Linked DNA regions of Arabidopsis thaliana: region 1 is linked to region 2. Evidence: chromatin contacts called from public capture Hi-C data. All regions are on one chromosome and are shown on one strand. Each heading gives the region's core, a stretch centred on a gene start, on an enhancer-like site or on the middle of the called end of the contact. The rest is flanking DNA. Distances are from core to core; before and after follow the strand shown. Region 1 holds the start of AT5G00950 (a long non-coding RNA gene). Region 2 holds the start of KTF1 (kow domain-containing transcription factor 1).

Evidence for each region. Capture Hi-C pulls out chosen DNA fragments and counts their contacts.
Region 1: a contact with region 2 is called in a capture Hi-C map of root, with 3 times the contacts expected there. The contact joins the promoter of AT5G00950 here to the promoter of KTF1 in region 2. A contact is called at or near these places in 3 of 26 Hi-C or Micro-C datasets (root, seed embryo and vegetative nucleus), 1 of 2 datasets of contacts at active chromatin or transcription factors (shoot) and 2 of 3 other capture datasets (root and shoot).

Annotation. Positions count from the first base shown.
Region 1 is chr5:1,226,532-1,231,047 of TAIR10.1, reverse strand. AT5G00950 (a long non-coding RNA gene) reads left to right here and starts at 1,777. Exons shown (of 1, transcript NR_142462.1): 1 at 1,777-2,091. It overlaps LDA (limit dextrinase), which reads right to left. Exons shown (of 28, transcript NM_001342767.1): 20 at 4,466-4,516; 21 at 4,315-4,371; 22 at 4,028-4,102; 23 at 3,798-3,886; 24 at 3,636-3,713; 25 at 3,393-3,531; 26 at 3,067-3,176; 27 at 2,877-2,976; 28 at 2,207-2,759. The coding sequence ends at 2,649. AT5G00955 (a long non-coding RNA gene) reads left to right here and starts at 544. Exons shown (of 1, transcript NR_142463.1): 1 at 544-1,149. It overlaps AT5G00960 (a long non-coding RNA gene), which reads right to left and starts at 867. Exons shown (of 1, transcript NR_142464.1): 1 at 585-867.
Region 2 is chr5:1,192,904-1,197,310 of TAIR10.1, reverse strand. It overlaps KTF1 (kow domain-containing transcription factor 1), which reads right to left and starts at 1,342. Exons shown (of 18, transcript NM_001342760.1): 1 at 1,029-1,342; 2 at 466-713; 3 at 219-374; 4 at 1-99. The coding sequence starts at 1,242. It overlaps AtRZ-1c (RNA-binding (RRM/RBD/RNP motifs) family protein with retrovirus zinc finger-like domain-containing protein), which reads right to left. Exons shown (of 4, transcript NM_120510.4): 3 at 2,278-2,816; 4 at 1,552-2,180. The coding sequence ends at 1,898.

The DNA.
Region 1 (4,516 bases), core at 528-3,027, 33 kb before region 2:
TATCCGTACTCCATAATACAAATTATTTCCGAATCAATGAAACGACTAAAGTGACCGGCGTTTTGTTCCCGCAGCTAGCATGCTGAGACACGTTATCACGTATACTTGTCACTGGATAATAATGTCGCCCAATGACAACAATCCCTATTGGATAATAATGTCGCCCAATATCAACAATACATACTTAAATTTAACTTTCTTGCTTAATAGTGTTGAATAAATGTTTCTCTTTGAGATCTGATATCAACTCGACAACCTTTTCTACAAATACATATGCAATGTATAATTTAAGTTTTAAAAATAAATTATTAAACTCACGCATTGCGTGGATCATTTTATAGTATTATAGATGGACCAAGCTAAATATTTAGAAGACTGTAAAAGATTTTGGCAAATAATCGCAACAAACAAATCAACATAAGAATATTCCACTGAGATTGACCAATAAAAAAAACAATTATGTCTAAAACTGGAGATATAGTAAAATTTATTAATAAGAAACAATATTCATCGGAAAAAACCTCGTAAAATATGTTTAGGATCGGAGTTCTCTTAAGATTCTAGATCATCAACTTGTCATTGCCAGACCACCATCATCATGGAGGCTTGATTCTCGTGTTCTTCATCCGGTTCTCGGCCATTTTGAGAGTGTCACTTTGCCTCTTCTCTTCCTTGGCTCGTTTCAAATTCTCTTTCATTTCCCTCTCCTTTCGAGTTTTCGGGTTGTCACCAGCAAGAGCCGCAGTCACATTTTCTTTGAAAAGTTTCTGGAGATCCCGCTGAAACCCTTCATAAGCATGAAAGCTGCAGTACTCTTCCTTGTTCACCTTCCTGTACATAACTTTCTTCGCAAGAGCAAGTCACTAGCTTCTTTCTTGCGAGCAAGGCAAGTTCAGCTTCTTCAGCTCCAGTTGGTGCTTTAGCAGCCATACTTTTCTTCTTATTCCCGCTAGAAGCTTCTTTTTTTCTTGTCGGCAGTTTTTTTCTTTTTTAAGACTTACAACATGGGAAAAAGAAGAGAGACTGTCAAATCTACTAAAGACCAAGGGAAATTAGCAGAGCTGATGAATGATAATTTAGAGATAAGATGGTAAAGTGAACCTTAGGAAGATCAGAAGATTTAGCATCAGGATGATGAGAGGATTTGACCTTACATGATGAGAGGATATTACATTGGTACGTAGGTTTTAGAAAATAATGTTAATGTTAATGTACTATAATAGAAGTAAATTTTGAAACGAGAGTCAACATAAAACAACATAACACATCGTAAGAGCTATATGCGCAGTTGATTCAAAGGCAAAAAAAATGAGCTATGCAAATATAAGAGCTATATGCAAACAATAGGCAGTTTGTTCACAATTTGTACAGAGAGAAAACGACCAAAATCTACATAATTGTTAGAAATGATTAATCTGAGACCAAGTGTACAAATGGCTATGTTCTCAAATGAACGCTAATAATGAAATGATGTAGAAGAGCATCTTTGCAACCATATTAAAAAGAACTCGGATCACCAATTTTTTTGTCCGCCTAAACCGCTTAGACAGTCTAAAGCGTCTATGCCTATTTTGCTTGGATATCTACGGCATTTTTAACGAAATTTAAATATTTCATGGATATTCATACAATGTAGTAATATCCAATAAAAAAAAATATATATATATATATATAACAAAGTTTGCTGTAAAAAATATTTTATCATTTATTCATGTATATATATTTGTATTATATTATATAGTACGAATGTGTAAATCTCATTTTGCTCTCTTGTACTAACCGCTCTTTTGTTTGAACATCCACGACTTCGAACCGCTCTTGGTTTTCCTCATGTACGGTAGAGCTCTAAGCCAATACTGTAATGTCAATTCTGTAATGCAACCAATGTTGCACACTTATGAGGGGCAGTTTTTAGTATGTGACCAAAATTGGGTATCTCCGGTTTAGCCCAATCGGACTTTTGGTTGTTTCTTTTTTGCGCTGTCAAAATAGCCAATCCGAAATGTTTTGATTTAAACCATTGATTGGAGTCAAAACCAAAACGTGATACGTATATAAGAAAAAACGTGTCCATTCCAATTTCCACCGAAACCCTAAACTCTCAGTTATCGATATTCATCAAAATCATGTGCTACATGACCGTGGAACAAGACGAAGAGGTTTGATCAGCCGTGCTAACATAATTGTTTTAATTTTGGAGCTGTAGCTTTTAGTGACTTTATAAATTTCCCCAACCAATCATGTCCTTTAAAAAGTTGAACAAATGTGGATATCTAATGATTTTTTCACCTCGAAGACTAGGTGACAGAGAGATTTGGATAACAAATGACAGCAATCCCTATAAAATTGGATAACAATATCGCCCAAATTTGAAGAAATCCACTATATTTTATATATAGGAGTGGGACATATCTTAAATGTGAAACACGCCGAGAGTTGTTGCAGTAAACAATTCCTCATTCGAGCTTAGTCAATCTGACAATCTTTATAGAGATACATATAATGAAGTTAAAACTAATAAGATGATAGTGAGCCAAAATTATATAGAAAATATTAAATTTCGAGGCATTATATTAAAGACAAGCCATGTTCTTGAGAGAATATTATGGAACAGAACATTTACCTGTTATTGCTATAAAGGATAAATTTCAACCATTCCGCGATTCAACAAACACCGTCGTTGTTCTTGCCGGTACAGTGAAGCCCCCAGAAAACGAGTCGTAAACTGATTTCTTGACTATTTCATCGGCTGACATCACCTGTTAGTCACTCAGAGTTAACTTATCGCTTAGAGATCTTACAACTTTTCTAATACACAACAAACTGAAAGGTGAAAGCTTGTGATATTGTTCTATTTTCTGTGATGCGTGATTTACCTGAACCGGGTGTAATTCGAGCTTCCTGTCTTTTAGAGCGGGACTGGGATATGAGAACTCAGACGGGCGTGCATTGAAGATTACCACAATGAGTGAGTAGCTGTAGGGGTAACAGCACCATTACTGAACAATGTCTACATATATGAAGCTTTGAAAGATTTGTCGAGTTGTTTTTTTTTTTCTTGCTTACATTGGATCGATCTGAGATACACTTGGGATGCCTCTGTGACCATCTTCAATGCTCATGACAATGGCACCAGGGATTGATGAGGGGCCTGTGTTATGAAATCGCACTCGCTCCTGAGGAAAAAAAAAATAGAGGTCATATCAGTCCACAAGTTTTTGAGATCTCTTATCTCATTTGCGGTGATTGTGAATGAGTCAATACAACCACCGATAAGTCACTTAGAACCTGCATGAGCTTCTGGTAGTATTTTATGGCATAGCAAAAGAAGGATAATAATTCATAGCAGAGAACCCAGTGTAGAGAATTTATTAAACAGTAGTCATCCTGACCTGTATAGCCCTTGCTGTATCTAAACGAAAGAGAGGTGAAGAGTATCTGATGCGTAACAAATCTAAGAAATTGTGGAGGGTGGCAACTATGTGACTGCTCTTAGGCTTGAAAGATGGATCTTGTAGCCTCGGTTTGATCCTAGAGACATGTTCAGCAGGAGCTGACTGGTATCAGAAACATGCAATGGGCGTATGGTTTACTCAGCAATCAGATTTATTGAAGGCGATTCCGTCGGCACTTACAGTGGCCAGTTGTGTTCGTTTTTCCCTTTTGGAGGAAGCCCAACACCCCAATTGTTGGAACTGTAGCTGAAGTCCAGCCTAAACTTGTTGCCGTTCATGTCGATCAGTAGGGGAAATATATTATCAGAGGAAATGTTTCATTACAAGAACGAAAACGCAAACCTATTGAACCAGTCACCGGAGTTGTAAGAATCTCGATCAAGTGATTTCGAGCGTAGAATCTCATCCCCAGCATGGAAGAATGGAATACCCTTTACATGCAGAATAAAACATATTAAGATTTGAACAGAAATCTACTTGGTGTAATAGATTCGAGAATAGTGCCCACTAGCCGTAGTTTGCAGTCCCTTAGTCTACATATAACTAAGTTAAGTTGGAATACAGTAGAGAACCTGAGAGAGGGCAATCATACTTGACGCCAAATGATTGATTCGACACCTTTCATCAACAGATATTTCCATCGGTGTCTGCAAGAACAAAGCAGAAATAAGTCTATACAGATCCTCAAGTAGAAATGTATGATGCAAATAAATAGAGAGTGGATACACGTCTGTTGGCTCGCAGATACAACATGCAGAGTGAAGTGCTTCAGAATTAAATACTAATCAAGCAGAAGAAAACATTGAGCTGACGAATTGAAAATTTGGAAAAAGTTCAGACATCATATTTGTTTTATTACCTTCAAACTGATAATGTCAAAGAGAGTTTCATTGTCATGAGCAGATACGTAATTAATCTGAAACCACAGGGAAATGCTGGTATGAGCATCGCAGATTTATTGGTGCTTGTTTCACTTAAATGATGAAAGTGATAGAAAGGAAGTTGCATACAGTTTCTGTTGGCAGTGAAGCATATGCAACAGGTGTAGCATCATGCATTAA
Region 2 (4,407 bases), core at 93-2,592:
TTTTTTAGTTTTTTTTTGGACAGTTAGCAGATTTGGAGTTTCGGCTTTAGGAAGTAACACCATCCGAGTAGCGTATATACCAACTAAACTCTTGCATGCCTAGGAAAATTAGACAAATCAGAATGACATACACATTATGATTATCCCCAAGCAACATTCTCCAAACTGTCAGATAAGTACGAGAATAATCCAACATAGGCATGCTAAATGTTCAATACCTCAAGAACATCATGTTCCTTGTCCGCTTCTATGAAAATGAAACCTTTGACATGGTCCACAGAAAAAACAGATATGATCTCCAATTTGGTGCCTATCTTTCTCAGCTCAACAAATTTGTGCATGAGACAGAAAACGGATCGCCTCTCCCGTCCAATCTACAGGAACAAACCAAATGGAGTGAGCAGAAGTAAGAACATAGTCATACAGGGATAAAGCATAAGTAGAAGAAGCCTTAGTTTGACATACCGCACACTTGACTTTCCATATAGGAGGATCCTTGGAGGTTGGAGCAAGAGCATCCATCTCAATGGCATCTTTGATATCATCATCAGCATATCTAAGAAAACCAGAACCTGGCTTGTATCTTTCTTCCATTATTCTATCAAATTCCTCCTCGTTTAAATCTTCTTCCTTGGGAAAAACAAAGGATGATTTGCCCTTTTCTCCCTTGCCAGCCTTACTACTCTCTTCCACCTCAGGCTCGTCTTCCATATCTGCATCAAAAGAATAGTAAGATAATAAAGTGTGGAACTTTCTGCAATGTTCAAGCTTTAAGAGTATGAAAGCCTTAAAAGTTAAAACTAGACAAAACAGCTCGAAATCAAACGAAAACAAAATGCAAACCCTAAACCCTAGTCACGGAATCAGCCATTCGACAGAGATGACCTAAAAATCGCCACTTTAGATGGTAAAAATCTCAGTAGAAACAAAAACAGACACAATCGGAGACCTCACAAAAGAAGAAACGAAGCAATGAAACCATGCAAAGAAGAAAATCAACGAACCCAGAGAAGATAATGATAAATTACCGTTAAGGAAACCTAATCCGTCATCATCTTCGTCGGAGCTGCCTCCGTAGTAGCCAACTTCAGCTGATTCTTCGAAGAACTGAAGAACCTCAGGGTTTTTGCGCTTCTTAATCCTCAAACCTTCATCTCTGAATTCGACGGAGTTTTTCCTTTTCTGTCCGCCGGAATACGAATCACTACCGGCGACCTGTTTACCCTTTCCCTTGCGATCCATCGTCTTCTTCACGGTTAGTTTAGGGCTTTCACAATTGCATTTCTTTTGAGAGACAAGTAGCAGAGAGAGTGAAGAAAACGTTTATAGATGTGATTGTTTTCCGACTTTTGAGTGGCTTTTTTTTTTACTCTTTACTCTTTTAAGGCCTTTTTATTATCCAATCGATTTGGACTCTTTATTGTTTTAATTAATTTCTCAACTTTTCTTTTGTCTCTACAATAATATTCTGCTTCGTTTTATTTGCCTATTTGGTAATAGATTGAACTTATAGGAAAAAACGAAAATTTTGACAATATGAAGCAATATGTACAGTATACAAAACAATAAATCAAAATTTTAGAATAACATGCGGATGCCTAAGACACTCGTCTCTTGTACATTGATGATGAAACTAAAAAGGCTAGTTATGTGTGCAAGGTTTAACATTGACTGACGAAGCTCAAAAGTCATGTTATGGTCCAAAACAAACCAAAAATAATAAAGGATCAAAATACAAAGCTAAACAGGTCCGCAAACTAATCATATATAAATAAAAAAGACAAGTCTTTTACACCTATAACGCTTACAGAGATATTCATTACCACAAGCAACACACACGACTGAGTGTATAGAGCTCTAACCAAGCATCATTCTCACTTTCTTTCATTAATGTGTCTTAATAACGGTCAAAAGTGGACGACGACGGATAAGCTCCACCACCACCACTTCTGCTCGGTCTCTCATAAGGAGCACCGGCTCTGCTTCTAAACCCTCTTCCCTCCTCTCCTCCTCCACGGATGGGACCACCAGCTCTACCACCACCGTACCTGTCACTGCCTGCACTCGGGGCTATGTCTCTCTCAAAGGACCGAGCTTTGTCATAGCTCCCTGGAGGATAACGGTCTGATCCACGGCTGTATCTATCACCACCTGCAAACCGATCAGCCGGGGCTGCATACCTGTAAAATCACAGATAAGAATAAAGTTATGTAAGAAAAGCAAGTCACTTTGATAACCTTACAATAATCTGAGTTGCATTAGAAACTTGATTCTAACCTGTCACTGGCGTATCGATCACGGGGTATGTAGGCTTCTCTGCTGTCAAACCTGTCTCTAGCACCATAGCGTGCAGCACCGTCGTATCGATCATCTATGTATCGTTCGCGGTCCACATAGCGGTCACGGTCAGCATAGCGGTCAACACGTCCATCAGATCCTCCATACGCACTAGCACGTGAAGAAAAACCACCAACAGGTCCTCCACGACCACCACCAGCAGAAGGACAATCACGGGCCCAGTGCCCAACCCGTCCACACTTGAAGCATTCATCTTCACCAACACGCCCACCTCCACCTCCACCTCCACCAAAGCTTCCTTTTCCAGCAATCGAGTAGCCACTGTCTCTGCCACCTCTAGAGCCATGACTTTCTCCATCATCTCGCCCCAGTTTTGGTTCAGCTCTGTTCACTGAGATGACCCGATCACCAAAGTCCCTTCCATGCATCTCTCTGATGGACTCATCCATAGCGCGGCGATCAGCAAAAGTGATAAACCCGAATCCACGTGAACGACCAGTATCTCTTTCCAGCATGATCTATACACAATACACCATAAAAGCTGATTTCCCAAAGATATATGCATACGTGTAGCTAAAAGTGAGCAGAAGGGCAGTAGTAAAATGAAACGATTGCAAAATCTGAAAGATCATATCAAGCCCATGTGACATCAAGAAACACCCAACCGTTTTAAGGTTCACTGCATAACACTGTGACCCTGCTTTGTGTAGTAAATAGTCAATCAACCTCAACTTCAGAGCAAAACACAGTACAGATCCCCAGAAACTGAATCAACTTTAAAGTAAGTCTCCAATCTCAAGCAGAGGTAGCAGAAAGCACTAACAACTTTTTCTCAGTTCAAAATGAAAAATTCCTCAATTTAAGCCCTTAGATAGTATACTAGTTCATCCCTATTCTCAACAGCCATGTGATGTAGTTGCAAAACTAAAGAGAGGAAGGTTTACAGAGAAGGAAGTCAGTTAATTAGCTGTACTCAAAATTACTGATCAAACATCTGTTTCTACTCAATATGCAGATATCATCTGACATTGATCCAGCTGAAGTCATTCAGATTCACTGGAGCTGACGATTCTTTACATAGCACCACAACCCACAGATCAGAAATACAGAATTCCTCTCACACAAAGAGCTTTATCAGGTTTCAGAAACTTCCGGAAAAGATAAGCACAGAGAACTGGGGTTGGTGGATATAGAAAATGTGTGGCCCAGGCACAAGAATCATTTTAATTGGCTTGCATTAGAAAATTAGGAAATTTGTAAGACTGAAAAAGAAGAACAGAGAAAGGAAAAGATCAAATCCATGTAACTCCTACTAGCCACACATGGCAGGAGAAGCGAGATGAGGTAAAGCAAACAGCCCACAAGAAAGACAAGTAGGAAATCTGGATAAGAAAAGGATCACCGAAACCTTGAGATCTCTGCTTCAACTGAGTGTAATTTTCCGTTCTGCAGGTTCATACTACGCTGAAGAATCCAAACTGCTTGCACTGATGCTCAGGGTATGAGGAGAAAACGAAATCTTGCGGCAAGACAACTGAATGTAGACTGGGATTATCCAGAAATATGACTACACAACGTAACTACTGCAAGGAGTTCCTAAATATCTTCACCACCTGAAGAAGAACTGAGACTCTGGCCTAAACTGGGTAGCATCTCGAATTGACCACTCAAAACCAAATCAGGTATCCCAGGCCAGCAAACAAACATTTAATTACTAGTAAGAGCAGTAACAAGGAACATTATCAGGAAGTAAACCAAAACCCAGTCACGGCATACTTAGAGAACTCAAGAATTACACATCTCAATCATGAGTTACGAAAAAACAGTCATCCCTCCAGAGCAAAATAAAGAATTTCCTTGATGATAGAAGAAACTGAAGTAACCAGTTACGACAGTCCCAACCTTGTGAAACACATTCCAAAAGTGTGGAAATCAATTTGCTCAGAAACTCAAACACTACTGTATATCCTAAAATCTCAGGCAGTTTAATTCTTTATCACAGAGTAGTTTCTCAACTTGAACCATGTAGCTCTGATCAATATCATCCCTAATTCATCAATCTATAGTGTTTCAGTGATACATTACCAGCATCCAGGAAAAAAAAGAAAA